Regions from separate parts of the Mus musculus genome. Here all the other regions are linked to region 2. A link is a contact called in public HiChIP or PLAC-seq, Micro-C and promoter capture Hi-C data. All regions are on one chromosome and are shown on one strand. Each heading gives the region's core, a stretch centred on a gene start, on an enhancer-like site or on the middle of the called end of the contact. The rest is flanking DNA. Distances are from core to core; before and after follow the strand shown.

Region 1 (4,391 bases), core at 802-3,301, 320 kb before region 2:
TTGCTTTCTTTGGCAACATCTTGGTGTAGTTTACCTCACACCTCTTGCACTAGTGTGAGGCCCACAACCTTGCAGTTCAGTCTGACAGAGAGCAGCATAGATAGGTCTTGTGTAAGAAAGAGTCTATGTTGATCAAAATGGAAATGGCACCCGAAGTAAATCCTTGTAGCCCATACCTGCCCTTAGCCAGCCTCTTGACCAGCCTCACGTTTAACACTTCATGGGGGGAGGGGGGGAGTAGATAAAGCAAGAAATTGACCTGAAGCCTGGGTTCTTTCTCCACATGCATCGGCTACTCTCCCTCCTTGACCACAGGATCTCTGCAGCGTCATTAGAAAAGACCAACGCTACAACACAGCCTCAGATGCACAGCATCCCACCCCAACCCAGGGTCACTCACACTATACTGCCCACACAACCATGTGTCACAGGTGCGACTCTAGCAGGCTCTACCTGTGTGAACACTGTGTGGCAGGAGAGAGGAGAAGACAGAAGAAGCAAGCTGAGAAAATTCACCAGGAAGGGGCCCATGGGAAGTCACCTAGTCACGCCAGCTCTGCTACAGGACTACTCTCCTTTAAAGAGGAGGAAAGCTGGAGGGTCAGAAGCCTCAGTCTTAAGCTTCTATGTCTGCCTTCTTACAGGATGCGTGGCAGAACACCCATCCCTTACCGCATACATCTGCTGACACATTGAGAGGAATCCACTTGCTTGTGTCCCGAAACCCATTCAAAGTAGAACAGCCCTGTAGGACTCTGCTTTCAATATTGGGACAAAAAGAAAGATAAGCTTCATTTGACAAGGGAGTGGGGCTCTGGTGGCGCAGGGGCCTCTTGGTCGAGTGATGACAAGCTGTTTAAGGTTTCGGGCTCTCAGGATTTTAGAGAAGATCACGAGGTTGCCGTCTGTGGAACAGGCACACATTCCTGTGCCTCCCCTGGTCCTTCTTTCCCTTTCCTTATAGAGCTGGGAACCAAACCCAGGGCCTTTCACATGCCGGACAAATGCTCTCCCATTGAGCTACATACTCATCTCCTCTCAGGGGCTGATAATTAATTAGACTCACACTTAGAAAACTTTGGGACTTAAAGGAATATGTTGCTTACCAGCCTTATAAGAAGGGTCTCTGAGGGAGCCAGCAGGATGTCTTTGCTGCCAAGCCTGAGGACCCGAGGTCAATCCCTAGGACCTATCTGGTGGAAGGCAAGAACAAGTTGTCCTCTGACCTTAACACACACTCTGTGGCAGGCCCCCTCCATACACAAAGGCAAATAAACAAATGTAATTTTAAAAAAATAATAAAATAAAAATCAAAGAATGATCAGTGAGTGTCTGAAGGCCTTAGGTCAGTGGTTCTCAACCTGTGGGCCGCAACCCCTTCACAGAGGTGTCACCTGAGACAGTCAGAAAACAGGTATTTGCATTTCAATTCATAACAATAGCGAAATTAAAATGAAGTAACAAAAAAACGTATGGTTGAGGGGATTACCACAACGTGAGGAATTAGAGGGTCGCAGCATTTGAACCACTGCCTTAGATGAACACGTGGATCATGAGAGGGAAAACAGCGAGACATTTTCGGACCATCCTCACAACACTCAAGGCACACAGACCGAGCAGAAGGACCGGACCCCTGCTCCGGAAGTGAATTGAACATCCTGACAGACTGAAGCAGGCTATCCTTACTCCCCCCAGGAAGTTCCTTCCCTGATCTGCATGGAATCACTCTGCACACATTGTTTGAGGACCTTTTCTATGCCATGAGCCGCAGATAAAAATACCAGACGGCAAGTGGGAAAACAGACTGGGGTTCGGAGATAGCGTAGCACGAGAGGCAGCGGAGCCTGGAGCCTGGGCGGTCCGACTGCCACAGCAATTCGAATTCAGATCCTCTTTTCAAGGAGATGAGAATCTAGGGAGAACAGATAAACGAGTCAATAATTGAGTGAAGCTGTATCAGCGCTAGAGATGAGGAATACAGACAGGCTGGGGAGGCTCAACCAGCCGGAGATGAAGAGGCAAGCCACGGAGGCAGTAACAAAGGGCCTTTTATACACACGGAAGATTAGATTTGATTTTGAAAGCCACAAGGAGCCACTTCAGGATGCTAAACGGAGAGAGCAAGGAAGGTCTTGGAAAACGTGACTGAGCTCATTGGAGCCGCATTGTGGGAAACGGATTGGAGGCTACCGAAGTAGAAACTAGTGATAGTATTCAAAAAGGTCTCCCATGCCTGCTCCAGCTGTGTCCCCAACCCCCTCCAGCTGTTCTCCGGGGACATGAGCTGTTGTATGGTGGCATTTGGCTTCACTAGCTTGGCTCCCTGTTCTGCACCTCTCTTCTACTTTATAGGTAAATTTTCTAAATTCTTGAGCTGTCTTTAGCTTGTCCTTTTGCCCTCTCTAAGGCCCGGCCTTCCCTGTGTAGCCTAGGCTCACACTTCTGCCTCCACAACCTGAATACTGGGGTTTCCAGATACGCACTAGCAAGGGACAACCAGGCCTTGTCCTTAGGTGATGAACACAGTCAGGCTTCCTGTAGGGGCAGGGAGATCCAGAGGACTCAGTGTACAAAGCCTCAAAAGTCAACCCAAGTTGTAGAGGACCCCTGGAAATTCTGGGACCAGGGAAAGTAGCAGGCTCTAAGTGGAACTGGCCTGAGAGGGAGGCCAGGCATGGCTGCAGGTGGCAGAGCCACAGGGGTGAGGCTCCCCAAGCCTGATGGATGTCTCATCCTGCCATCGTGTGCCCCAGAGGGCAGACATGGGACTACAGTATGTGTACCCTGCTGGGTTTCTTTCGGTCTTGCTTTAATCAGGTCTTTCCTTGATATGCCCCCAATCTCCATATTTGGGTGCAAAGTGCTCGCTCTGTGCCATTGAATATTAGAATAAGTACCTTGGATTGAGGTGGACTTTTTTTCCCCCCAATTTTAGAGCGACTCACGGCTAAGGTCTTTTAGAAGAGCTTTGAGCGTTGGACTTTTGAACAGTGCATTTGTGGAGACTCTTTAAGTAGGACTGAATGTATCTTGTGTTAGGAGATGACCGTGGGCCTACAGGTGCTACAGGCAGAGTGTTCTGGTTTTGAATCTGAAAAAAATTCCCATGGGCTCATGTGCCAAACCCTTGATCCCAGCTGGCGGCACCGTGCGCGGAGGGAGGCTGTGAAACCTTTGGTGGCCAAAGGTGATTGGAGGTGATTTGCTGGTGATAGCCCAGCTCTGAATCCCAGGCAGCCAGGAAACAAGCAGCTGCTCTAGGTCTCCAACCAGCACAGACTGAGGGTTCCTACTGCGGCCCCTTCTTTATGCCCTTCATGTCAGTGACTATGTCCCTTCAAACTGTGAGCTAAAATAAGTCCTTATTCCCCGAGGTTGCCTCTGTCAGAAATTTTGGCCACAACAACCTCCCTTGCCAATTGAATGTTATTAATATACCAACTGAGATAAATTATGGGATGGGAGCCAGAGGTCAATGCCTGTGTTGTCCTTACCCTGACCTTCCTCTAGTTTTGTGATCTAATTTTTTCATTCTTATTTTATGTATATGAGTGTTTTGACTGCACTCATACATGTATACCTCATGTGTGCCTGGTACCCACAGAGGCCAGAAGAAGGTGTTGGTTCCTTCCAGAACTGGAGTTACAGAGAGTTGGGAGCCTACATGTGGGTGTTGGGAACTGAACCCAGGTCCTCTGCGTGAGGTAAGCTATCACCACTGAACTATCACTCCAGCGCCTCCTCCTTCGTTTTTGAGACAGTCTCTCACTGAATCTGGAGCTCACTCTCAGACTGGCTAGCCTGGTTGGCCAGCAACACTCAGGAATCCTCCTGTCTCCGCCTTGCTAGTGCTGGGATTACAGATGATGTGCACTACCACATCTGCTTTTGACATGGGTGCTGGGAACCTGATCTCAGGTCTTCATGTCTATCCATCACTGACTGAGCCTTATCCCCTCTCCTCCTCTTTGTCCTCTTTACTGTCTTTTCCTCCTCTGCACCAGGCAGTCTGGCGGGTCCTCCTGATCTTTGGCTGAGCAGCTGGTGAGGTGACTGATCAATGTAATGCTCTTTACTTGGGTTAGAACTTGATCAAAGAGAAAGTAAGTAGGAATTGTCTGTGGCACTCTGGCGAGCACTGGCATGTGCAGCCCCTCCCTGGGCCCCGATGAGATTTCCCAGCCTCATCATCTAACTTCCTGCTAATGTTTTAAGCTCTTGGTAGCCTGCCATGAAATCCATCCATCCATCCATCCATCCATCCATCCATCCATCCGTCTGTCCATCCATCCGTTCATCCTTTTTCTCTGTCTCTATCTTAGTTAGGGTTTCTAAGGTTATGCTGTGAAGAGACACTATGACTACAGAATCTCTTAAAAAGGAAAACATTT
Region 2 (4,509 bases), core at 856-3,355:
GGACTTCAATGTCATCCCTGGCTATCTTGGACTGCTTGAAACTCATGGTGGTGCACACCTTTGATCCCAGCACTCAGGAACCACAGACAGCCTACTCTACAGAGTGAGCTCTAGGACAGGCAGGCAGGGCAACATAGAGAGACCCTGTCTTAGAGGGGAAAAAGGAAAGAAAACCCAAGCCAAAACAAAGCAAATACCAATTTGGACAAATAAATGTTAGTTTTATAAAAGGCTAATTCAGCCGGGCAGTGGTGGCACATGCCTTTAATCCCAGCACTTGGGAGGCAGAGGCAAGTGGATTTCTGAGTTCAAGGCCAGCCTGGTCTACAGAGCTAGGACCACACAGAGAAACCCTGTCTCGGGCTGGAGAGATGGTTCAGTGGTTAAGAGCACTGACTGTTCTTCCGAAGGTCCTGAGTTCAAATCCCAGCAACCACATGGTGGCTCACAACCACCCATAATGAGATCTGACGCCCTCTCCTGGTGCATCTGAAGACAGCTACAGTGTACTCACATATAATAAAATAAAATAAATAAATCTTAAAAAAAAAAGAAACCCTGTCTCAGGGGGTGGGGGACAAACAAACAAACAAAACAAAAGGCTAATTCACCTTCATTTCTCCTGAAATAGATTTTTCTTTTTTTTTTTCCTTAAGATTTATTTATTTATTATCTGTAAGTACACTGTAGCTGCCTTCAGACACTCCAGAAGAGGGCGCTTGCTACGGATGGTCGTGAGCCACCACGTGGTTGCTGGGAATTGAACTCAGGACCTTCTGAAGAGCAGTCAGTGGTCTTAACCTCTGAGCCATCTCTCCAGCCCCCCCCCCTTTTGTTTTTAAAGATTTATTTATTTTATTTATATGAGTACATTGTAGCTGTCCTTAGACCCACCAGAAGGCATCAGATCCCATTACAGATGGCTGTGAGCCACCGTGTGGTTGCTGGGATTTGAACTCGGAACCTCTGGAAGCGCAGCCAGTGCTCTTAACCGCTGAGCCATCTCTCCAACCAAAATAGGTTTTTCACGTTGACATTTTTAGCTTGGGGACTGACATACAAAGTATATGCAATGCTTAGATAAGAAGGCTGAGGGTCAAACTTTAGGCTATTTTGGGTAGGGGTGAGTTTTTACTCTATTTCCAAGAAAAATGATCTTTGAAGAACGTTGTGGCTCAGTAGTTCAGTTGTAGGGTGTTTTAGCAAGGATGCTTTATATTCACACTCCAGCATCCATTGAGCAAACAAACCCAGTACTCCAGAGGTACAGACAGTACGATCAGTTCATGGAAACTCTTGGCTACATTAAGTTCAAGGTTAGCCCAAGATACATGAGGCTGACTAAAAAAAAAAATTAATTAAAAAAAAAATTAACAAAGGCATATGTCAGGTACTAAATGTAATCTTAGTACGGGGACTATATCTTGGAATCCTAACAATCTCCTGACATAGGCTGTTTTCCCCAAGAAAATGAAGCGCTAAAGATTGGGGTATTTGCACAATGTTTTTACAGCCTGGTGAACAGCAGGGCTCTATCAAGACCTTTACAGTGGCAAAGATTCTACAGTACGTTCTGACAAACACTTCACATTGCAAAGCACAATGCTGCAGAAAGCAAAATCCTCCTTCCTCTCCTTCCTTAGAAGACCACGCAGTGACACTAACATCCTTGAGAGATGGGCTACATTTAAATTAATTACAAGAGGGATCAGGGAAGGCATGGAGGGGCAGGATCCCATGAGCACAGGGGAGCCGCGGGCTTGGCAGTTGTGCAGTTAACATCCTTAGAGCTGCACGGTCTTGGGCAGGTCACTGTAGCCGGGCCTCGACCGCAAAACAGTGCTAAACACTGGGGCGCGGAGACCCACGTGGGGGTTCGGCGGGTCAGGTGGGCCGGGGCCGTGCTCCACCGCCCAGCCGGGAATACGGAGCTGCGGCACCGCCAGCCGCCGGGGGGAGGGGCTCGGGACTCGCCCGGCCGCGCCAACCTCCCCCGCCGCGTGGCCCCGCCGCGCCAGCCGGCACCTCGTGACCCCGCGTGCCCTCGCTCCCGCCGCTCGGCCCCGCGCCTCACCTCGCCACGTCCCGCACCTCGGCGCCGAAGAGCCCGCCGCTGCGCGCGCTGTGCAGACTCTGCGTGCGCGCCGCGGCCTGCGTGCGCGGCCTCGACTCACGTGCGCGGTCCCGTGCCGCGAGCACGCCGAGGCGGTCCCGCCTCCTCCAGTCTGGCAGCGGGCGGGTCCCGGTGGCGCCGCCCCGGGATGGGGAGCGTGGTACCTGGCTGCTAGTCGGTGGGCTCTGAAGTCTGACCTGCTGTCACTTTCTCCGTCGCCACAAGCGGCCCGGTGGCATGTGCTAAGGCGGCTTCCGCTGTTTCAGTCTAGATTTTTTTCTTAACAGTCCCATTCCAATTCTTTTGCAAGCAAAGAAACTGAGGCTGCCCAGGCTCTGGACTGGAGGATGACGAGCCCCGGGCGCATCATGCCACTCATGGATTACCCGGACTGAATGACTTGAGGGGTGAAGAGGGTCCTTTTTATTCTGATGCTTCTGGGACGTCGAAATTGCCTTCTCTGGAAAGACCCATCCCCTGCCTGGGCTTCAGAGGCCCACATGGAAACGCAGTGATGATGTGGTGGTCCACTCTGATGTCACTCTTGAGGGCTAGGTATGTCCCAACATCTCTTATTACTAATAGTATAGATTCTTATAAGAGCTTCCATTTGTGGAGTCCTTCAATACTGCATGCCAGGCATTGTACAAAGCGGGTTACACATAAGGGTTCGTCTAAAACAACTTTCTGAGGGAGGCACTGTTACTGTCCTCATGGTCCAGCATTGAAATATATAACTTAGGATCACAGTGCTACCAAGTGTTGGGGAAGAGCTCTATTCCAACCCATGGCTTGATCTTAACTATTATGCTGTATATCTATTTAAAAATCTGTTTCATAGATTTGCCCAATTTCTGTTGGAATTCATTTATACGATATCTGCCCGTGTGGCATCTTGATTTGTTTTTTGGTACACAGGTAATATAAGTCTATTGTTAAAATAAAAATAAAATCTGCAGCTGGGTGCAATTAGTGGCTCACATCTGTGATCTCAACACTTGGAGAGTGCAGGACAATTGCTTTGAGATTGAGATCAATCTGGGCTACAGAGTAAGAGATCTGTCTCAAAAAAAAAAAGAGTAGTAAAGAAAAAACATTAAAAATTCACATGTGAAAGTCATCCCCACCACGTTAAATAAACAGTTGATGCTATAGAGTACTTCACATTTACTGACTCTCCAAATCCATTCATTTCACAAAAGCACAACGAACAGCCACTTCCCTGGGTGCTGAGAATTTGGTAGTGAGCGAAGTATATGCTCTTGCACATAAGGTTTGTGTATTTTATATATAAGCAATAAAATATAAGTATGTTGCATATTAATATATAAGTAACAAATATTTTTAAATGCCTCATAATGTGGTTTTATGGGAAATAAATCAGGATCCAGATATAACAGTGATAGATTTTCTTTTAGTCAGGATAGGGAAGAAAGGCTTCCTAGCAGACATAACACACAAGAGGAAATCCAATTATTGAATGAGAAACAGAAGCTTCCAGATTTCTAGAGAGAACCATAGATGAGACTCAGCAGGTACGGTGGCCCTGGTGCGTGGCTTTGATAGGCATGGAGAAGAAGAAGCAAGAAGGTCAGAGTGGCTGGAGCAGATCCAAGTAAAGAGATTTGATGGAAAACAGCCTGGACCCAGGTCCCACATCACTTGGTAAACTTTGGTTGGATTTTTTTATTTCACTGGGATATGATAGAATTCCATGAAGGGTAGACATCAATGTATTTAAGAAAAGAATAGTGGCTCATGCCTGTAATGCCAGCACACAGGAGGTCAGCCTACGCAAAAAATTCCAGTTCAGTCCGGTGCATGTGACCCTGACTCAAAAAATGGATAAATTAAAATGTCCAATGTCTGGAAAAACCAAAAAAATAAAAAATAAAATGTCCAAGAGGGATGAAATTTAAATGGATTAAAATGTATCCAAAGGGATCCAACAAAGTATGATGTCATAAGCGTGAAAATCACACAAATAATGAAACCCATTACGTTAACTTAAAAATTAGCGCAAAAACTAAAAATGTCAGGGTGTGGTGGGATGTCTCTGTCAGTGAAGTGTTTGAATTTAAACCTCGGTGCCCTAGTCAAGGTGGTGCGTGCCTGTAGCCCCAGCACTGGGACGGAGACCAGAGGATCCCTGGGGCATGTTGGTCAGCCAGTCTAGCTGAATCAATGAGCTTCAGGTTCCTTGAGAGAGAACTCTCTCAGAAAAATAGAATGAAGGGGTTGGGAGATGCCGCAGTCAATGGAGTACATGTCGACCTGAGTTCAGATCACTAGCACCACTATTCCACTCGGTACCAATCCCACACTGGGGAGAGGTGAGACAGGCACATACCTGGAGCTCATTGGCCAGCCAGCCTAGCCAAAGCAATGACGTCCAG
Region 3 (4,879 bases), core at 446-2,945, 280 kb before region 2:
ATGCAGTAAAACAATGTACTTAGAATGTACTTAGAAGTTCCTTTACCCTGCTGATGGTTCTGACCGTTTGTCTTTCTTTGTCCAGTTCTTCCAACCCTAATGCCCGGATGCTGAGAACCTTAAGCTTCCAAACCACTGGGAACAGGCCTGCCATCTTCGCAGACAGGGGAAGTGTGTACACAGGTGTTAGCCAGCTTTGCACAGGTGGTCTTCTTCCGTGTCTACAGCTTTTCTGTATCCTGGATATTAGGAATATATTTCACAAATGAGAGAACCGAGGTTCAAAACCGCCTCTACCCTGGGGAAATGTGTGTGCCTGTGCGTGTGCGTGTGCGTGTGCGTGTGCGTGTGCGTGTGCGTGTGCGTGTGCGTGTGCGTGTGCGTGTGCGTGTGCGTGTGTGTGTGTGTGTGTGTGTGTGTGTGTGTGTATGTGTGTGTGTGTAAGCAGTTTCCTTCCCTGCAGCTCAGGTCCCTGCCTGGAGGTCTGGGTGCGGCTTGTGCCTCCTTGCTTCCTCTCCGGGTCCCAGGGGAGATGTGGCAGAAACTCCTGCCGTGCTGTGCCGAAAGGCTCAGAGCTTCCTTCCGGACCAGACCTGGGTGGGGGAAAAAACATTTTTTTTTCTTCAGTGGCTTTAGGGGTGCCTGCTCTAGGTGGCATACAAGACTCCTGCCACCACCACAGTGAACTTGTGTTTATAGAGCGCGATTCTTAACTCCCGGTACAACGGACTTCCTAGAATTAAGAACCAAAACAGTGGTCCTGGGTAATCCAGAGCTGCAACAGTCGGTCCAGCCACAGGTCAATCTACACATTCACTACTAGAAAGGAGACTCCGTAGCCCTAGTTTTGGGTGCAGAGCTCAGGCGCTGTTGGGTTCCGGGTTTAGGCAGAAGGCGAGCTCCAGGTGTCCTGCTCCCCCTTGGCTTGGCGGGGCAGGTAGCTGGTGAGCCCTGCAGCGGCAGAGCTCCACTTTCGCTACTCCCTCTGGCCATAAACGAATCGGCGTCTCCTTTCAAGGGTCCCGCAGGCCTCTAGCACGTTAACAACGCGCGGTCCTGGTCAGGAATCCGGCAAATCCAAACTACCAGGCGGAGCTGAGGAGGACCTGGAGAGCAGTAACCGAGGTAAAAAGAAATGGGGTCCCTCCAATTCGTTGTAACCGCGCCTAAAGCCACTCTTATTCCTGGCGCCCATTCCCAAAGAATCTGATTCGCCACCATCTGACTACATCTCCAGGCTTGCTACCTGCAGACAACCTGGAGGCTTTCTGCTCTCCTCACCCTCCCCCCCTCCCCCTTGCCAAGGCACCCCAACTTTGTCCAGCTCTCTCACCTGAACCCCCGAAGCGCAGTTTCTTCTTTCTGGACTAAAGCCGAACCTGTCGCTAGTGGAAAGGTCCCCCACCCCCACCCAGCCCAGGCTGCAAGCCGCTTGCTTTACCAGTCCAAAGGTCACCTAAAGTTTGGCTGATAAACAGAATCGGTAGAGAAGATTTGGAGCCCCCCAGCGTGAGTAGAATGGGCTCTGGCAAGTCCCAATCCCGGCCCAAGTCTCTCGCTCCGTTGGACTGTCCCTTAGGTTCTCCCACTTTCTCGGTTTTTCCCCCCTCCCCACCACCATTTGCATCTTGCCGAAAGCTGAGCCCTTCCCACTCATTTGCATATCTTATATGGCCTAATGGTGGAGATCATGGCAAGTTAGAAGTTTTCTGACTCCTCTCGGAGGAGTCTCCGGGACCCCAGAGAGTAACAGGTGTCTGAAAGCTAAAGGGTGGAGGGGTTCCAGGACTTGGAGTTCTCTTGTAAAACTCCCCTCCACCCTCCTCTCTCACACCCACCCATCCCCTCAACCCCTTCTTTTTCCGTCCTTGGAAAATGGTGTCCAAGCTCACGTCGCTCCAGCAAGAACTCCTGAGTGCCCTGCTGAGCTCCGGAGTCACCAAGGAAGTGCTGATCCAGGCCTTGGAGGAGTTACTGCCGTCCCCGAATTTCGGGGTGAAGCTGGAGACACTGCCCCTGTCCCCCGGGAGCGGGGCGGATCTCGACACCAAGCCGGTTTTCCATACTCTCACCAATGGCCACGCCAAGGGCCGCTTGTCTGGGGACGAGGGCTCAGAGGACGGCGACGACTATGACACTCCTCCCATCCTCAAAGAGCTCCAGGCGCTCAACACCGAGGAGGCCGCGGAGCAGCGGGCCGAGGTGGACCGGATGCTCAGGTAGGCAAGCGAGCGAGGTACGCCCTGGAGCCCGAGCAGTCTCTGGAGTCCCCGGCCCCTCACCGGAGGCATGAGGTGTACACTGCTCTCCCCAAGCCCCTTCCCCACGGGAAAAATAGCCCGGGGGCACTCCGCTTCTCTGCTAACTATTGAACCTGGCCCTCCACCGGGCGACCTGGAACCCCCAGGCTTCGTCTGCCTCCACCTATGCGGGCAGCCTGGACCCAGGCACTTTGTTGGTGGTACCCAGTCACGAGAACCGAAGGTGCGGAGCCTTAGGTCACATGACCAGAGGGGCTGGTGGGTGCAGCGAAAAGGCTGCAATTGCCCCCGGACCCACCAAACTTCCCAAACCCCAAGCCACGTATTAATCCCTGCGATCTGCAGTTCTCTGCAAAAGACCTGGCAGCATCAGTGGCCGAGGCCTGGGAAGCAAGTTCTCTGATTGTGTCCTTACAGAGCCAAGTTTAGAATTATAAAGTGGAAAGTTTGTTGTAGGGTCACCAGTGCCGGGCAAAAGAAACCATGAACAAAGGGAGAGAGAATAGGTGCTCCTAAGACCACCATGCCCTTTTGCAGAGGTGGGCGTGTACGCATCTCACTAACGACACCCCAGCAGGCTTAGGGGAGCCCAGGCTGGCTGGCGGTCCCTCCGGTGGCTGGGATCACTTGCCGGTCCTCTCGCCCGGGCCTACGCTTTGACAGCTAGTTACTAATTATCCAAGGAGCCAAGCGGCTCCCTTAGACTGCGCGTCGCTCCGGGGCCACTTGGCTTCAGAAAGGAGCCCCTCGCGTGGCCTCTGACTCTTAAGCCCTGCGGCTTCAAAGTTTCAGAGTTCCGGAGTGACTGTGGCGGCCTCCCTGGCTCGGCTTCCTCTCCTGCAGCGCGCGCTTGGGGTGGGATATGACCTTGCATTTGAATTTGCGCTTTGGGGACCCGGCCGCTCGCCCTCTAGCCAAGGCAATCTGGAGGACTTCTAAAAGTTTTTTGTTTTTTTTGTTTTTTTAACCCCTAAAATGATTTTGCTCTAATTTAAAAGCTTGGGTTTCTTTCGTTGCTGTTTCTCCACGTAGCAATGATTTTTTTTTTCCCCCTCTGGCTGAGTTTAGCGGCCTGGATGGTGTCAGGGGTAGAGGGTACAGACTGAGGTACCGAGCCCCTCGGAAGGTTTGGGACGGCAGGCTGGCAGAAAATTTATCCTGGGGCCTGGCTCAGGGACCCGGCATCCCGTCGCCAGCCCCCTGGGGCCTAGGTCCTTCCTCCTGAGAGCCACTGTCTAGTTCGCCTCGGAGCCGACTTAGGGAAGCCCGGGAGGCCGAGGGCGCCTCTCCACCGTGGTCCCCACCCCGGGCTGGACAGAGCGGAGATGTAACATAAACTGCAGCACGTGGAGTTGGGGTGTTATTAATTTATTCCTATAAATCATCAACAGAAAGTACACAAAACGTGATTAGGTTGAAAAGAGAGGCGGGTTATTCATTGGTGAAGTTGTAAACTCGGCTTAGAAAGGGAAGGAAATCAAAACGCAGGAGGGGGTGCTCGCCGGACACACGCGCGGAGGTACGGGACGCACCCCCAGGTCCCCGCGCTGCTCTGGGAAGCCGACACCCGCAGAGCTCTGCGGGCGCAGAGTCTCTGAGTCGGGGGTCTTAGGACCTGGGCCTTCTTCCCACCCCCAAGCCATGGGGAGCAGAAGGAGAGGAGCCCAGACTCTAGCTGGGGTGAGGACCCAGGGCACACCCTGAAGCTCTGTCCCATTCGCAAGCTGGTGCCGCCTTCCCTCCCCTGGGCCTGGAGCGTCTGACTTTATTAAAGTAATTTTTCAAGAAATTGCTAGCGGCTCGCAGGTCACCGCGCAGCCGACTGCAGGGTACCGGGCACTCTCTTTTGTTTTTCTCTTCCCGCTCCACCCCCTTGTTCCCCTGTAAGTCAGAAAGAAAAGAAAGGTGTGCGGGGGAGGAGGGTCACTCGGTGGCGCGCCTGGTCGCCTTTACCCTGGCTGGAAGAACCTGGCCAGAGTGGAGGGTTGCAAACGGCGGTGTCGCGCGCTCCCCGGCTGCGGGTCGGAGGCTGGTGTGCCCCAGGGGCTTAGGAGACCTGGTGGGCCACCTAGGGACCAAGGCCCCTGGTTCCCCGCGAGCCGGGACCCAGAGAGTCTCTGCTCCTGGGAAGCAAAGTCACCCTTGAGGAAGGAGCGGGCTGGACGTTGTGGCCACTGTGGGTTTGCTTTTGACACCTGCGCTGGCTCTACAAAGGCCGAGCGCTCCTCGCTACAGCGAGTTTCTCCTAGGGAGGAAACTGTATTTCCCAATAACTCTTTACCTGGGCCTCAGAGCTCTCTTCCGTAGGGAATATGCGGGGCATTCTGGGATCCGAGAAGTTTTTTTTTTTTTAGTTTTTCAGGTTTTTTTTTTTTTTTTTTGTTTTTTAAGATATAACTACGCCATCTTAACCCCCAATTCAAATATTTTTAATTCAGGGCCTGAAGGTTTTGTCTCAACGGTTTTTCTTTTGTTTTGTTTTTCTTTTTTCTTAATCATCTCGCTGTTAATTCCCCTTTTCACGGAACCACTCACGTTTAGAACACACTCTTATGCTAGGTTTTTTTTAGGTACGTAGAATAACCGGTAAAGAAGCTAAACAAAGGAAAAATGGCCAA
Region 4 (4,914 bases), core at 4-2,503, 340 kb before region 2:
CCTCTCTAGCTCCATTATTTGTGTCTCTTGTTTTTTGTTTGTTTTTAGGGGGTAGGTTTTGTTTTGAGATGAGCTGTCACCAAATGCACGGGCTGGAGTTCCGTTCTCAACCGTCCTGCCTTAGCCTCCACAGTATTGGGATCACAGGTCCACACCCAGCACGTAACTCTTCAGTAGGCATTTGGATCTCTCAGCACATGAACTGAGGTTGACATGGAAGGGAAGCCCTAAGAGCTTCAGCGATTGTCCGTGGTATTCACACCATCCTTCCGTCTCCGGGATGTCCCTTGTTCCTAGGTTGCAGGCTTTTCTTCCTGGACCCTTTTCTGCTTGGCCCCATTTGCTGGGGTAGTTACCACTGGATGCTCAGTACTGGCTTGAAAACTCCCGATGGAGGGAAAACGTACTCTCCTTGCTAGCCCCATCTTTCAGAACACGCTTTACCACTCTTTTATGGTCACCTGCCTGCTTATCTGTGGCCCTCCCTGCTGGATATAAGTCACTTCCTGTCTTGTTGGCCTTTCCTCGCCTGAACAGGTCCTGGCAAGAGTCTGTTGAGTGAATTGGAAAGGAATACAACACCCCCTCGTATCGACGAGCACCGAGGCCTCGGAGGGGAGATGGTAGCCCTCATGACCAAGCTCACCAAGGGGACAGCGGGAATGGAATTCAGGTCTTGGAGGCTTCTCTATCTTATACTGTCTCCTACATGGCTTTGCTACTGTACATATGTGAAACCCAGATGTGGGGGAAATTAACATATAAAGAACGCTCTTTCCAAGCTTGGGACTTTATTTTTGCTTTTACCACATTTGAAATTCCACACATGGCTATCACTCAGATTCAAAGGTGAACGCTAAGCCAGTTCAAGCCAAGAGGCACTCCCAGATGAGGGTGGTGAGGGCTGGACCCAGGCCAGCACAAGAGGAAAGCCAGTCAGGCTGTTCTTCCTGACTAGGAAAGGGAGGAAATCACATTTGAGGAGGGAGTGGCCTAACCCAAGGCAGGGAGGTTTAGCCAAGCGGATGGCCTCTGGTGGGTTAGCTTGTGACGCTCAGCATGGTGAGCCCATAGAGAGGTCATGGGCAGTGTCGGTAGGCTTACTAGACTTGTAGGTATCCCTAAAGCAAAATAGATTTGCTTTAGGGAGCACTCAGGTAGCAGATGGAGCACGAACAGAAGGGAGGAGCTGAGGGTTCTCACTCGAGGCTTCATTGTAGTTGCTGCCCGTGTAACCTGAGCCCTGGGATATTGAAACTCCCTTCCTTGTGACTGAGGTGTTGGCCATAGAGGGTGCCCCTCAGGAGGCACAGGAGCCTCCCAGGTATGCCATGCAGAGGAGGTCAGGTAGCATGGACCGAAGAAGCTCGGCATAACTCGAGGAAAGACAATGCTGGGTGTGAATCCACAAAGCCAGGAAGAAAGCGCAGCAGGCAGTCCCTCCAAAATTTCCACACAGTCACCACATGACTCAGCAACTCCAGGTGACACCCCAAACAAATGATGTGACCAAGTACAGCAGTGCCCACAGCTGCAGCATTCGGGATAGCCCCTAACTAGCAACGGCGGCTCTGCTGGCGACCAGAGAACGGCATGATGTGTGTCTACTCGGTGGAATAATATTGGGCTGTAGAAAAGGTGAAATATCAATATACTCCATATCGTGGGTGAGCCATTAAATGCTATGCTAAGTCAAAGAAGACAGCCACGTATACTGTAGGTTTTCATTTACATGAGATGCTCAGAATAACATTTAAGTGTTTGCCTGAACAGGTGTTGGGGATAATAAGGGAAAGTACCTGAGTTGGGTTCCCAGGACCCACGTCCAATGGCTCACAGCCACCTGTCACTCCAGGGGATCCAGCGCTCTCTTCTGGTCTATGAGGGCAACTGCACTCACATGACACAAGTGTCAGGTCAGCTTGACTTCATAAGAACGGAACAGCTCTGGAACAGTAGGATTTTCATTCATTTATTCATTCATCCATTCACTGGAGAAGATATCTGGAGAATTTATCAAATATATAAGATATAATATATAAAAATCAGGCAAGTGCAGGGCAGTGGTGGTGCATGCCTTTAATTCCAGCACTTAGGAGACAAAGACAGGCAGATTTCTGAGTTCAAAGCCAGCCTGGTCTACAGAGTGAGTTTCAGGACAGCCAGGGCTACACAGAGAAACCCTGTCTCAAAAATAAAAAAGAAAAAGAAAAGAAAAGAAAAAGAATCAAGCAGAAGAAAATATCAGGGAACAAGGAAAAAAAAAGTCCTGCAGATATCACACTTGATCAGGACGGTAAGCTAATACCGTCAGTGACCTGGGGTCTCGGGGGCCAGAGGCAAGGAAAAACAGATCATGGCCGGACAGAAAGCTCTGGGCAGATTATAGTTTGGCACGAGGTGTGAAGGAAGTTCTCCCTGGGAAGACAACCTTTGAGCAGAGGCAGGCGGGGGTGACCCTTGGGGTGACCACAGAGCTGTACAGCAGGTGGCACGTAGGACACACAGGCTATCTTAGAGGGGCAGGAGGTAACAGAGCAGAACAGCAGGTGGAAACAGGAGGAGGCTGAGCGTGGTAACTGGGATGTGGGGCCTTCCTGGCCTTGTCCCCCCACCATAAAGAGGAGGGGTTTAGGAACCATGGGTGGGGAGGGCTGTGAGCAGAGCTTTGCCCTGACCTTATGGAAGGGCCCCTCTAAGTCAAGGTTTTCAACCATGGCACTGTTAATTCCTCGGGCAGGCTGGTTCCTTGTAGGTGCACTGTGGGATGTTTGTCAACATCTCAAACCCCTTACTTAACCAGACGCCAGGAAGAATCCCCCTAACTATGACAACCCAACATATCTCATGCTTTGGAAAATGTGCCCTGGAGGGCTAAGAAGCCCAAAGTGGAGAAGCATCGCTCTTCTCTGAGCCTTAGCTTGTAGGGGGCATGGGTTCAGGGAGCTCTGGTCTGAAAGGCTGGATTTGGGGGTGGTCGTGACACCTGTAGGATAACATGTCTCTCGTGCAGTGAGACAACCTTCCACCCTGGAATGAATGTAAAGAAAAAAAAAAAAAAAAGCAACACCCTTGGTTACGCTTAATGCTTTGAACAAGAACGGTATGTAAGGTGCCAGAGAAGGTACCAGAAGAATCTCTTGAGCTTTTGGCCCTGCCTCACAAGCATGGCAAGGCAAGAGTATAGAAAAGGGGAGTGGTAAGGGGCTGGAGACAAGGGAACGCGAGCCCCAGTCATCTGGGAGGGGCTCATCGATTCTTGATGCATTTCCTGAGTATCTTCTATACATGAGGCAGTTTCGCTAGCATCGTGTCATCTGAGAACAATACTTAACAGTGAGGCAAATGTTATCCTTCCTGTTTTGTGACTCACAGATTACGAAACTTCTGAGTAACATGCTCAGATCACGGTCGGGACGCATGCGCCTTCCTGTCAATGCCCGATGCTGGCTCCCTGAAGCGTCTAAGTGAAGCTTATGCTAGCTAGCATTGAAGGCAGCGCAGGTTCAAGTGGGGCTGGGAAGCAGAGCAGATGACACAGCTGCTTGCTGCTTGAATGGAGCTTGGATGGGGAGTAAATTACAGGGATTTGGGGCAGGGCTATTTCTTAAAGCATAGAGCTTGTTAATATCAGTTTTGCTTAGGGGAGGGAGAGCTTAAAAGTACGCTTGCACAGGTCAGAGGACAATGTATAGAGGATAGCTCTCTCCCACCTTGTGAATCCCAGGGATCTAACTTAGGTCATCAGGCTTGGCACAGTTTACCCACAAACTTTTCCAAACATCTCTCTCTCTCTCTCTCTCTCTCTCTCTCTCTCTCTCTCTCTCTCTCACACACACACACACACACACACACACACACACACACTGTCTCTCCCTGTGTCTGTTTCGCTCTCTCTGCTCTCTCTGCCTCTCTCTTTCTCTCTCTCTCTCTCTCTCTCTCTCACACACACACACTCTGTCTCTCCCTGTGTCTCTGTTTCGCTCTCTCTGCTCTCTCTGCCTCTCTCTCTCTCTCTCTCTCTCTCTCTCTCTCTCTCTCTCTTTCTCCCCCCCCCCCTTGGTGTCCTATGTAATAGTGCTCTCTGTAACACAGGGCAGGCATGATGCTTGGGGTCTGATATGCTAAGTAGACTGCAGGTAGCATAGTGGGCACCACCTTTTTCCCCAAGCCAGGAAGCTTTTCCAAACCTTCCCTCAATCAGCTGACCCAGAATCATCTTGGGCCATGACAGGTGCTTTTCCAGAAGTCTCTCTTGACCCCTTTAGATAAAGGGAAAGTCTCCCAGAATGTGCCTGATGACAGACACTCTCCAAGCTGTAACAGGAGACAGGATAGGACTTCTGAGAAGGTTGGTTTTGTGTTGTTGCGTTGTTTTGCTTTGTGTCAGCATGAAATGATGAAGGTGATGGACTGGCCAAAGCCTCGGAGTCTGAGCCATTTCCAGCCCCAGCCCCAGCCCCACGTGCATACAGAATGTATCCTGCCACGACCTTTAGATCTGAAGAAACTCAGGTTCCATCCTTCTGAGAAAAGCCTGCCAGCATCCCAATGCAAAAAAATAAATTAAAAAAAAAAAAAAAGCCTCCAACCCAGAAATACTTTGTCCAGCCTTCTCCAGGAATGGAGACCAAGACATGTGGGTGAACACACACTTCATTGTGTTTGACAAGATGAAATCAAAGGCAGACCAACAGCTGGGTTAAACTCTTTATATAGGTTTCTCTACTTTAACAATGTTAGAGAATGGTTTAGATATAGAAAATTTTTAAATTGCCAGGCATGATAGTGCACACCTTTAATCCCAGTACTCTGTAAGCAGGAGCAGGCAGGATCTCTGTGAGTTCAAGGCTAGCCTGATTTACATAGAGGGTTCCAGGACTATTCAGTGAGATGCCGTTTATAAACTTTAAA

Evidence for each region. Hi-C and Micro-C count contacts between places; a contact is called where the count stands out from the background. HiChIP or PLAC-seq counts read pairs in DNA pulled down with a chosen protein or histone mark. Capture Hi-C pulls out chosen DNA fragments and counts their contacts.
Region 1: a contact with region 2 is called in an H3K27ac HiChIP or PLAC-seq map of extraembryonic endoderm stem cells, with 4 times the contacts expected there. The contact joins the enhancer-like site here to the promoter of Tada2a in region 2. A contact is called at or near these places in 8 of 39 promoter capture datasets (the C10 cell line, the HPC-7 cell line, embryonic stem cells and 3 more), 4 of 484 Hi-C or Micro-C datasets (the Ba/F3 cell line, the HL-1 cell line, embryonic stem cells and 1 more), 5 of 115 datasets of contacts at active chromatin or transcription factors (embryonic stem cells, extraembryonic endoderm stem cells and stem cell-derived neural progenitor cells) and 1 of 9 other capture datasets (macrophages).
Region 3: a contact with region 2 is called in a promoter capture Hi-C map of adipose tissue. The contact joins the promoter of Hnf1b here to the promoter of Tada2a in region 2. A contact is called at or near these places in 2 of 115 datasets of contacts at active chromatin or transcription factors (the 230-238 cell line and extraembryonic endoderm stem cells) and 1 of 9 other capture datasets (adipose tissue).
Region 4: a contact with region 2 is called in a Micro-C map of embryonic stem cells, with 2.8 times the contacts expected there. The contact joins the enhancer-like site here to the promoter of Tada2a in region 2. A contact is called at or near these places in 12 of 39 promoter capture datasets (the 3T3-L1 cell line, the C10 cell line, the HPC-7 cell line and 6 more), 3 of 15 datasets of contacts at CTCF or cohesin (the NIH/3T3 cell line, pro-B cells and stem cell-derived epiblast-like cells), 22 of 484 Hi-C or Micro-C datasets (the Ba/F3 cell line, CD4 T cells, the HL-1 cell line and 7 more), 7 of 115 datasets of contacts at active chromatin or transcription factors (embryonic basal ganglia, embryonic hindbrain, embryonic stem cells and 3 more) and 3 of 9 other capture datasets (adipose tissue, liver and macrophages).

Annotation. Positions count from the first base shown.
Region 1 is chr11:83,802,785-83,807,175 of GRCm38.p6, forward strand. It overlaps Gm38934 (a long non-coding RNA gene), which reads right to left. Exons shown (of 3, transcript XR_880088.2): 3 at 1,589-1,912. Among named protein-coding and RNA genes, the nearest start is that of Gm38934, 6.1 kb to the right of the region's middle. Within about 2 kb of position 2,052, at least 4 of the 459 cell types and tissues checked have an H3K27ac peak or open chromatin away from gene starts, as enhancers often do. A contact at or near this core is called in extraembryonic endoderm stem cells, where this site is marked.
Region 2 is chr11:84,127,463-84,131,971 of GRCm38.p6, forward strand. It overlaps Tada2a (transcriptional adaptor 2A), which reads right to left and starts at 2,106. Exons shown (of 16, transcript NM_172562.3): 1 at 2,075-2,106. It also overlaps a transcript of Acaca not described here.
Region 3 is chr11:83,849,174-83,854,052 of GRCm38.p6, forward strand. Hnf1b (HNF1 homeobox B) reads left to right here and starts at 1,696. Exons shown (of 9, transcript NM_009330.3): 1 at 1,696-2,219. The coding sequence starts at 1,876. Gm12576 (a long non-coding RNA gene) reads right to left here and starts at 1,458. Exons shown (of 4, transcript XR_388929.3): 1 at 1,334-1,458; 2 at 47-1,106.
Region 4 is chr11:83,786,063-83,790,976 of GRCm38.p6, forward strand. No RefSeq gene overlaps it. Among named protein-coding and RNA genes, the nearest start is that of Gm38934, 23 kb to the right of the region's middle. Within about 2 kb of position 1,254, at least 29 of the 459 cell types and tissues checked have an H3K27ac peak or open chromatin away from gene starts, as enhancers often do. A contact at or near this core is called in the HL-1 cell line, adipose tissue, differentiating embryonic stem cells and 1 more, where this site is marked.